Regions from separate parts of the Gossypium hirsutum genome. Here regions 1 and 3 are each linked to region 2. A link is a contact called in public Hi-C data. All regions are on one chromosome and are shown on one strand. The core of a region is the stretch at or near the end of the contact, and the rest is flanking DNA. Distances in the headings are between cores, read along the strand shown.

Region 1 (3,161 bases), core at 615-3,114, 320 kb before region 2:
ATATCCATGAATTATATTAATATTTTTTTCATATTGTCCTTAATGGTTTTTGCATGCAAAGGAAAATGGAAGCAAATATTAGCTCACTGGTTATTTAATGTTTAACTAATTCTGAGCAGTACTACGTGGTCAGATAGTAATACGAAAAGACAACTTATATTAGTAGATGAACTTAAACATGTCCTTAGTCTAATCAGAAATGAGCAAATTGATTGAAAGACAAGTATGTCGTCTATAATCCAATTAGGGAGTTGACTGGATTGACAGTACATCGGACAGAACCAAGTGTAACAGATCATGAATCTGTTTATGGATTTAATCACTTGTGATGTTCAAAGTGTGCCATACCTTAACCCAAAGTGGATGGTGGACTATATATGCATGACTTGTATACTTTGATATAAGTAGAAGCCTGAGTTCAAATAGATAAGGAATCAAAAGTTGGTGTATTGGGACTTTTGCAGTATGTAGCATCATTCACAATAGTGGAACTCATAGCCCAAGGAATGGGTAAATGATATCCTCTCATTGGTATTACATGATAGATGAAAAGCAAACGTGGTCACGGGTCATTTGTCTTTATGATGGATGACTTAATTACTATTTGATAGTAATTACTTTTCATGAAGGAAGATGTAATGATTACCATGAAATAAAATAGGGTTATATTGGAAGAATGTATTTATCCTAAAGAGATTAAGAATATCATATGAGGGTAACACACTTATGATAACATTATTGGATGAGCACTGGTCGAGTAACTTTTGTAATGTTATGTAATTGGGGAGAGCCCAGCTACAATACTATAGTGAAATAACTTTGTGGCTGAGCCCGAAATTACCAATTAGATATCTAGTGATTTTCAGTTAATGATTATTTTAAGAGATTTCAAATAATCATCTTCTTTTAGAGAGAATATCATTTTATGGCAATCCTTTAATAATTGTTATATGTGATTGTGTGCATTCAAAACATGTTTTTGAATAAAAGGAAAGGATATTAATCTTTAATCCTTACATTCAAGTCGTTTTGAATAGAAACAAAAAGGACTTGTCAAAATAGAAACACAGCTAACTTTGTGTGATTTCAATTTTTGAGCAAAAATTCTTGAAATAGGTTTTTTAGGGGATTTTTCCGGTCGTAGTTGTCGGGTGGATCACGTAGAAACGTAGAGGCTAGGACTCTTTCATTGCAACTAAGGGTTGTGACATCGTGAGAGGAATCAACCCCATACCAATGCAGTTTTAGAGCGTTTAGAATATAATTTCAATCTTTCTCAACCCGTATCCGTTCTTGTACATGAATATTCATAAATTATTATCGCCGAAATTATTTTTCCTTTGCGACATAGGGTGTCTCAACGTTCCAACAGTTTCTAAGTAAGGAGCAAATAGATTAACACTTGGAGCTCGAAAGGGGCTTGCCTCTATTGACAATGACACATCGAAAAGTACATAAGTTGTAGTGTTTAACAATGTATAATTCTCCTCTGCCGTCCATAAAAGAAGAAAACGGAAAAACCCAAATTCAGTATGACAACTGACCTAAACTACTAAAATGGTATAGCTATTGTCTAATATCCATAACTCCAGATATCTTGAGGTGAAAATTTTCGTTTTATCGAACGGATCCCAAATGCATAGGGGGAGAAAGCCTTAGTAAACTAATATCCCATCCATGTAAATTACATTATAATAAAACCAAATTTCGGGTTAATACAATATCTAATTAGGAATCTTTCTTTTAGGGGAAGAGTAATATCCACTAGAGCTAACGGTTAAAAAATTAGCAAGGGCGGCTAACTTAAGCAGTAGACTATAAATAGGAAGAAAATGTGCCAGGGTCTCCACAATACGGGAAACCATGGGTTCAAATGGAACCTTTCTAGACAATGAAGAGGCACCCACTTATGCTCCATCAATTCCAGTTCCTAATGTTCAAGAGCTGGTGAGGAAGGATCCTTTTCAGGTTCCACAAAGATATGTTAGGAAAGTGGAAGATAGGCCAAAAGATACTGATACGTCATATCTTTCTTCATTTATTCCTGTCATTGATTTGTCTTTGCTGTTAATGGGAAACAATGAGGAGCTAAACAAACTGGATCTGGCTTGCCGAGAATGGGGTTTCTTTCAGGTATGTATTGTTAGTGAAAGAATATGAAGGGTAGGGTGTAAAAAATGAACAATATTTCAAGTATGACAAAGAAAAGTTGGCCGCCTTTTTAGAGTTACAATTGATGGAATTTTGGCAGGTGGTAAATCATGGAGTTGCAAAGCAAGTATCGCAGAAAATGAAGGATGCTGCAGCCGAGTTTTTTAAGCTTTCACTAGAAGAGAAAAACAAGTATGCCATGCCCTCAGACGACATACAAGGGTATGGGCATGCATATGTCGTTTCCGAAGATCAAATACTGGACTGGTCGGATGCACTCATACTTTTGGTTCACCCCTCACATTATAGGAAGCTCAAGTTTTGGCCCAATTCACCAAAAGGGATCCAGTATGTATTCAGATGATATGGCCGAATCATAGCACTTGCATTTTCCAGTTGTATTTGCGCTATGTTAATTCAAATATATTGTCATATAGGGAAATCATAAAAGAATATTCAAATGCAATCCGAAAAGTTGCAACTGAGCTCTTTCAATCATTTTCTCTGATCATGGGAATGGACAAGGAAGCTCTGCTTGGACTGCATAAACAATTGGTGCAAGCTTACCGAGTGAACTACTACCCTCCCTGCTCCAAACCTGACCAAGTACTAGGTGTTAGCCCACATTCAGACACAAGCACTATAACCATACTTATGCAGGAAGATGATGTGTGTGGATTGCAGATTAAGAATAACAACGAGTGGGTTCCGGTTAATCCAATCCCAGATGCACTGGTGGTGAATGTCGGCGATGTCTTTGAGGTAAATAAAACATGTTTTCATTGGTGTTGGTGTAAGCAAAGACAAAATTTGAGCTGACTTTTTTATTATTTTACTTGTGTGTCAGATATGGAGTAATGGCAAGTACAAGAGTGTTGAGCAAAGAGCAGTTGCAAATTATAGTAAGGCAAGAATTTCTTATGCATCATTCCTGTTTCCGCACGATGAGGTAGAGATTGAGCCCCCAAGTCACATGGTCGACTCAAAAACAAAACAGCAGCTTTATAAAA
Region 2 (3,201 bases), core at 298-2,797:
ATTATTAAACGTAATCTAGGATTTGATGAACCAAACGCACCCTTATTATTTATTCTAATATAATTTTTAATATTTATTGAGCATTATGTATATTTATTTAAAATTAAAATATAATTTTTAATATTTATTAGTTAAATATTTAAATATAATTAAAAAATTCAATTAATTAATCAGTCATAAAATTAACCTTTTATAAATAACAGAGAAAAAACAAGACAATTTTGTTTCATAATTAAGTGAAAATATATACTGATTAATGTAAATAATATTATTAAGTCATTTTTGAATTAAGAATAACTATAAAATTGAAAGGGCTAGATTAGTAAATAAAAGAAAGTAGAAAGCCTTATAAAAATAAATAATACGAAGGGGTTTATGCTGCAAATAACCCCTCTGTTTATCTTCTAGTGCCAATTTTCAATACTTTAATATATATTAGTTTGCATATATTTCAAATAATTCAGTAATTTCTTATAAATTTTGTGAATGTTGATGAATCAATTAAATGTTTTATAATATTGGAAATTGAAAGTTTAGAATTCAATTGGTAGCATCTTTAAAGTCCCACCTACTTTATTTGTGAAATTGTATTATCAATATAGTAATAGAAAATGTTTAATTATGTGGTTCATTACTTACTTTCCAATGCATATTTGTTGTGACAATATGGGAGGAATTACTTTCCTTCAATAAAATGAAGTAAATGGATAGGAATAGCCACCGGAGTAGGGCGACGACGGCTAAGTCAAGTGAAGAGGAAACAATAAACTACTTTACTTACCCACGTAGAAATCTAAAAATTATTAGATTTTCATTACCCATTTAACAGTAGACTACAAAATCAAATTTTGAAAAAAATTTAATGATTAAATTGAGAATTTTTATAGTTGTGTGAACAAAAAAGAATCACCTACATAATTAGGTATTAGTTTAACTTTTTTTTTTGTTTAATTTATGATTTCACACTTGTACTATCTCCATTCTCCTAATATGTCTCTGAACTTGTTAGGACTGATTTACTTTTTGTTCAAACACCTATTTAAACATCTCTTCAAACAACACCTTTGAGACACCTATCCGAGATATTGACTTTTTTACTTGAGCCTTCACCGCTATTTTCTCCATAAGCAAATGAGTGTTGCATTTCAATGTTTCAATCTGAATAATTAAACCTTATTTTAAAGATTCTTCTAAAAAGAACTGATTTATGTGTGAAATCAAAAAGCTTAAACTTTCTAGTACCATCTTACGTGAAGGATGCATGTGCAAGCATTCCAATTATGGTAATTAGGTCTTCAATTTTTGCACCACTCTTTGACTAAAACAAAATTAAGAACTGCCCATGTGTGAGCCACATGGCCTTCAAATTTCGGAGTCTTAGGAACAAAACCAAACATGTCTTAAATAGTAATAATAAAAGTTGTGAGGTTTGAATTTTAATTGCAGAAAAATGGGGTTAATGAGAAATGGACTGCATTCATTTATTGTGGGCCCCCACTCTTCACTCTTCCGGTTCCTCAATAAGTACCCCCCCAACTTTCTTCCCGCTTTCCATTCGCCCCAAAGTTAACGAATCACCCTTTCTTTCTTTTACCTCATAATTTCCTCTTTAAATAAAACAATGGCTGTTGACGCTTCTTCTTCTTCCTTGACACTGCTATGCTTTGCTTCATTGATGTGCCTTTTTGGCATGGTGAATGCAAGAATCCCTGGAGTTTACACTGGTGGCTCTTGGGAATCTGCCCATGCTACTTTTTATGGTGGCAGTGATGCTTCTGGAACTATGGGTATTTCTTTCTTTCTATTAATCTTATAACATTTAATATTTTGTTTTACTTCTAGTGCAAAGCGGTAAAAAAATAACCCATTTTGTTAACATGCATTTTCCAACAAAATCTCTGTTTCGTCTTCTTTTTTTTTATTTTATTGCATTGCATTATTTTCTTCATGTCCATTAAAATGCCTTCAATTGTTTCCCTTTTTTGTTTGTTAAGGCGGTGCATGTGGGTATGGGAATCTGTACAGCCAAGGGTATGGCGTGAACACTGCAGCATTAAGCACAGCCATTTTCAACAATGGGCTAAGCTGCGGAGCTTGCTTTGAGATCAAGTGCACGGATGACCCAAGATGGTGCCACCCAGGCAACCCTTCCATTTTTATTACTGCTACTAACTTTTGCCCTCCTAACTATGCTCTCCCAAGTGATAATGGCGGCTGGTGTAACCCTCCTCGCCCTCACTTTGACCTTGCCATGCCTATGTTCCTTAAGATCGCCGAGTACCGTGCTGGTATTGTCCCCGTTTCCTTCCGCAGGTCAGTCTCCCTCATTACTCTTCCATTTATTAGTATTTTTACGAAGAGAAGGGTGGTGAAATGTGTATACATTTAGGAACCAAACACAGTATTGTTTTTAATTAAAATAACTTTTTACGTACTTCCTTGGGAAAGGCAAAAGGAGGGCCTCAAAAGAATCGCCCTTTATGACCTCATTATCTCGGGGTCTGTTGAGATTTTGAGAATCAATCCAGAATTTAATATCCTTTACCCACACTTAGATCCAACGGTTTTCCTGTGACGCCTGGAATGACCCAAACACCCCTCCTCTCTCGATTCCCAATGATTACCAGGGCAGTACTGTAAATTTGGGGATCACCAAGATTTTCCGCCCATTCAGACATCCTCCTTAAACGACAAAATTGACGACATACCATCATTAATGCAGGAAAAAAGGGCTTTCAATTTATGTAATTTCCACAAACACCCTTCTTATTAAATTATTGATTGATTGACAGAGTGCCATGCCGAAAGCAAGGTGGAATTAGATTCACTATCAACGGATTCCGTTATTTCAACTTGGTTTTGGTCACCAACGTGGCGGGTGCGGGGGATATTGTGAAGGTGAGCGTGAAAGGAACCAACACCGGTTGGTTGAGCATGAGCCGTAACTGGGGTCAGAACTGGCAGTCCAACGCCGTTTTGGTAGGCCAACAACTCTCGTTTAGAGTGACGGGCAGTGATAGAAGAACCTCCACCTCCTGGAACGTGGCACCAGCTAATTGGCAGTTCGGACAAACCTTCACCGCAAAGAATTTCCGTGTTTGATTTTAAACACACTTCTTTCCCCTTTTAATTTTTATTACCACTTCTTCAATTTAACTTTCTCTTTCCTGCCCTTCAATTTTCCTTTATTTTCTCGGGAAA
Region 3 (3,235 bases), core at 576-3,075, 390 kb after region 2:
CAAATGGCATCATTTTCTAAGGAGGAACAATACATAATACAAGTATGATATATGGAGATTGAAACTGAACCTGTAGTTGGACAACATCATGGTAGAAATTACTCATGGTGCGATTTCCAAGAATATCTGGCCTGCAATGTAGAGAATACAAAATAAACTAACATATACAGTCAAGACTCAAGACTAACTTCAATTAGGATGCATTACCTTGGATCATACAGACAAACGAAGCAATACACATTATTAAATACATAAAAGTATATACATATATGATGTAGTTTTATATCCACACATTATAGAACATTATGACCAGTTAAAGAATTAGCTTAAATTTTAAAATGCATTGATCTTGTACCAACAAAAAAAGAACATACTCATCAAGGAAAAAACCTGCATCAGCAAGACACTTGACAGTGGCATCCTTTGGCAGATGCGCTCGAAAGTCATCACAATGTATAAGAGTTGCCAAACCTCCAGCAGAGCATCCTGTAAGAAGTGCCTGCAAAGTCCACAAATCCATCACCTTGCAACTATCAACTGAACGATAACGATATTGAAAAAGAGTGAACAATGTCGTTATTTACAATTTCACTTTTAAATATGAAACTGTAAAAAAAGCATCAGTGTAGTAGCTACCTACCTGTTTGGCCTTAGACAAGCCAAGTGATAAGAGTTCACTCATAATTGCTTCCCAAATGAGTTGGCCCCTGAGGAAAAGCTTAGTTCCATTCTAAGGAAAAAAACCCGAAAAATTAAACCATATTTTTAAAGCAAATAATTATTTCAGTAAAAAAAAATAACAAATAAAAAAAAAAAACAAATTTACCTTGAACTCACTTTCAGGGTGGCCAGCTAAAGATGCACCATCACAGTAACGCATCTTAACAATGTTCCAATTGTAAAAATCTGAAGAAAATAAAAATTACCCATTTTGAAAGCACACTCTTTAAACAGCATAAGTTATCCAAAAAAAGAAAAAGGAAACTAATGATGCAAAAAGTATACCAGGATTTTGCGAAGATTGATGGCTTAAAATCCCATCGAATGGAATTAGGGGATCCATGTACTTAGAGGAACCCAAAGCTGTTCTTTTTCGAATCTCGCATGTTTCTATTGAATTACACCAACCTCCACCCTATAAATCAAACAAGTAAAATTCGAAAACCAAGTTAAATTCTTGTAAAACCCCAAAAGGAAAAGGGAAAAGTAAAGAAATTACCTCAATGTGGAGAAGCCAATTGTTAGAGCCAGAACCAAAGCCCTTCTGAAAATGGTATCCAGGTAAACTTCCATCTAAACAAACTGCAAAAAAGAATTAATCGAAAAGTCAATGCTAATAATTAAATTTGATAAGAGACCCAAAATTAAAAGTTTGAATCTTGGAGGATACAAGCGCCTGTAGCTTTGGCTCTGTGAAGCAAAGTCAAAGGAATGAGATGGTGGTTGGAGGGGAGATTGAAGGTAGAGGAGGAGGAGGAGGACGTGGGGTTTCGAGAATCAAAGAGGAGAGTGAGAGCGAAGAGGATGATAGTGAATCCCACGGCTGCGATCGCCCAATCCTTCTTCGCCCACTTTCTCCACCCACGAAGCCTAGGATTTGCCATTGCTTCAAAGCTCCAAAAAAACAAATTGCAGTGGAGAGTTAGGTATTTCGTTTGTTTGTCTTTATTGTAACAAAACGAATGGATTACTAGACTCACAAGTGGAAAGCACAACAAGCCCATACTGCGTCCTTTGATAGATCTCTAAACTACATGAATTTTAGTTCATATCAAAATTTCATATTTTTAAAACATGTTTTAACTCTGACGTGTGAAATTTATCATTTTCTAACATGTTTTTGTATCATATTCAAAATTTTCGTGCCCAAAAATTATGCCACAATATCAATTAAACCATCTGAAAATAATATTGGGAAGTTATGAATGACAAGAAAAATGGGAAAACTGCATGAATCCTAAAGTATGTGTACCATTACCAACATCATTTGGTTACATGACTGCAAATCAAACATGAAAGATCCATTTGCTTGACATGAATGAAATTACAATCGTTTGTAAAGGTTAAATCTGACACCAATACACACGATCCAGTATAAAATTCTAAAATTAGCAAACCTGTGCGAGTCACAGTATCATAAGGTTTTGGTATTTCCTATCTACCATATGAACCTTTGGATCATGGGTTCATGTTCCCAGTGGAACGGCCAAAACGAACATTCTCATCATAAAGATATTAAGGACTGTATATAGAATACCCGTCAGAAGCCAGCTTTGGCTGTTGTTAATGCTGGAATGAAGCATGACCTGCTGTGAAATGCAGAGGAGCCGCAAAAAGAGAGAAATGAGACTAAAATACATTATTTGAGCAAATTTTGGAGAAACTGCATGAGCTTCTTTCACACCTGTGACATTAAGTGGCAGAAAGAGAAAGAAGAAACAAAAGAAAGGAGGTAAAGGAAACAAATAGTATGGTAAAGTGAATAATACCTAGAACTACACTCCCATTCCAAAAGAGAAAAGAAACAAATGTCAGCAACACGAAGAAGAAAGGGCTAACGGAGACCGAAAGCTTCCACTTTATGTGTCATGAAGTCAAAACAATGGCTGAAATCTCATAAAGCAGACCTGAATTATAATGTCAATAGGATGTCACATTAGCATAAATGATCTCTTCTCTGGCAAAGAGTAATTCCTTAAACCTTATGAACATGGTTGAAGAGAAAGTCTATAACAAAATAATTTAGTTATTTTTGCAAATTATTTCACTAAAGCCAAGATCAAAGATGTTAAAGTTACCTGAGGTTTGAGAGGCTGAAGAGGTGTTTGTCGAGTTTGTCCAGTAAAAAGACTGTTTATTAGCCTCTGCATTTCCCATGGATTTCCTTTTCCTCAAGTTTGATCTCACATTGACACTGGTATAAGGGTTGACAAACTGCTACCCTTGTTTGATGCCTTCAAATTATCTACTAACACACGATTTCTTTGATGTGCCAGAGTGATATCACTGACCCCAGAGTATGCAACAAAAAGCATCCATATAATAATATTTTCTGTTGAATAACAACAGGCAAGGCCTCAAGCTACAAGAACATAGCTGAAATGAGTAAAAACCTACAGGAAACAACAAAGAAGAAAGGTACAAAAACATTTAGTTAAATATGATCTATCCCAAAATTGTTTGATTTGATTGTCCTAATTATTGGCACTCTCTTAGCCATGTATATCAAGATTAC

The links. Hi-C and Micro-C count contacts between places; a contact is called where the count stands out from the background.
Region 1: a Hi-C map of leaf shows a contact between it and region 2, with 3 times the contacts expected there. The contact joins the promoter of LOC107948888 here to the promoter of LOC107948911 in region 2. A contact is called at or near these places in 8 of 34 Hi-C or Micro-C datasets (callus and leaf).
Region 3: a contact with region 2 is called in a Hi-C map of leaf, with 2.3 times the contacts expected there. The contact joins the promoter of LOC107948895 here to the promoter of LOC107948911 in region 2. A contact is called at or near these places in 12 of 34 Hi-C or Micro-C datasets (callus, hypocotyl, leaf and 1 more).

The regions. Positions count from the first base shown.
Region 1 is chrA04:73,492,544-73,495,704 of Gossypium_hirsutum_v2.1, reverse strand. It overlaps LOC107948888 (protein SRG1), which reads left to right and starts at 1,864. Exons shown (of 4, transcript XM_016883546.2): 1 at 1,864-2,133; 2 at 2,252-2,499; 3 at 2,589-2,913; 4 at 2,999-3,161. The coding sequence starts at 1,864.
Region 2 is chrA04:73,175,396-73,178,596 of Gossypium_hirsutum_v2.1, reverse strand. It overlaps LOC107948911 (expansin-A6), which reads left to right and starts at 1,547. Exons shown (of 3, transcript XM_016883572.2): 1 at 1,547-1,787; 2 at 1,995-2,313; 3 at 2,793-3,201. The coding sequence starts at 1,622. The coding sequence ends at 3,102.
Region 3 is chrA04:72,782,218-72,785,452 of Gossypium_hirsutum_v2.1, reverse strand. LOC107948895 (pectin acetylesterase 5) reads right to left here and starts at 1,825. Exons shown (of 13, transcript XM_016883556.2): 1 at 1,701-1,825; 2 at 1,391-1,614; 3 at 1,220-1,302; 4 at 1,006-1,135; 5 at 827-906; 6 at 641-730; 7 at 375-499; 8 at 71-131. The coding sequence starts at 1,604. It also overlaps the pseudogene LOC107948044.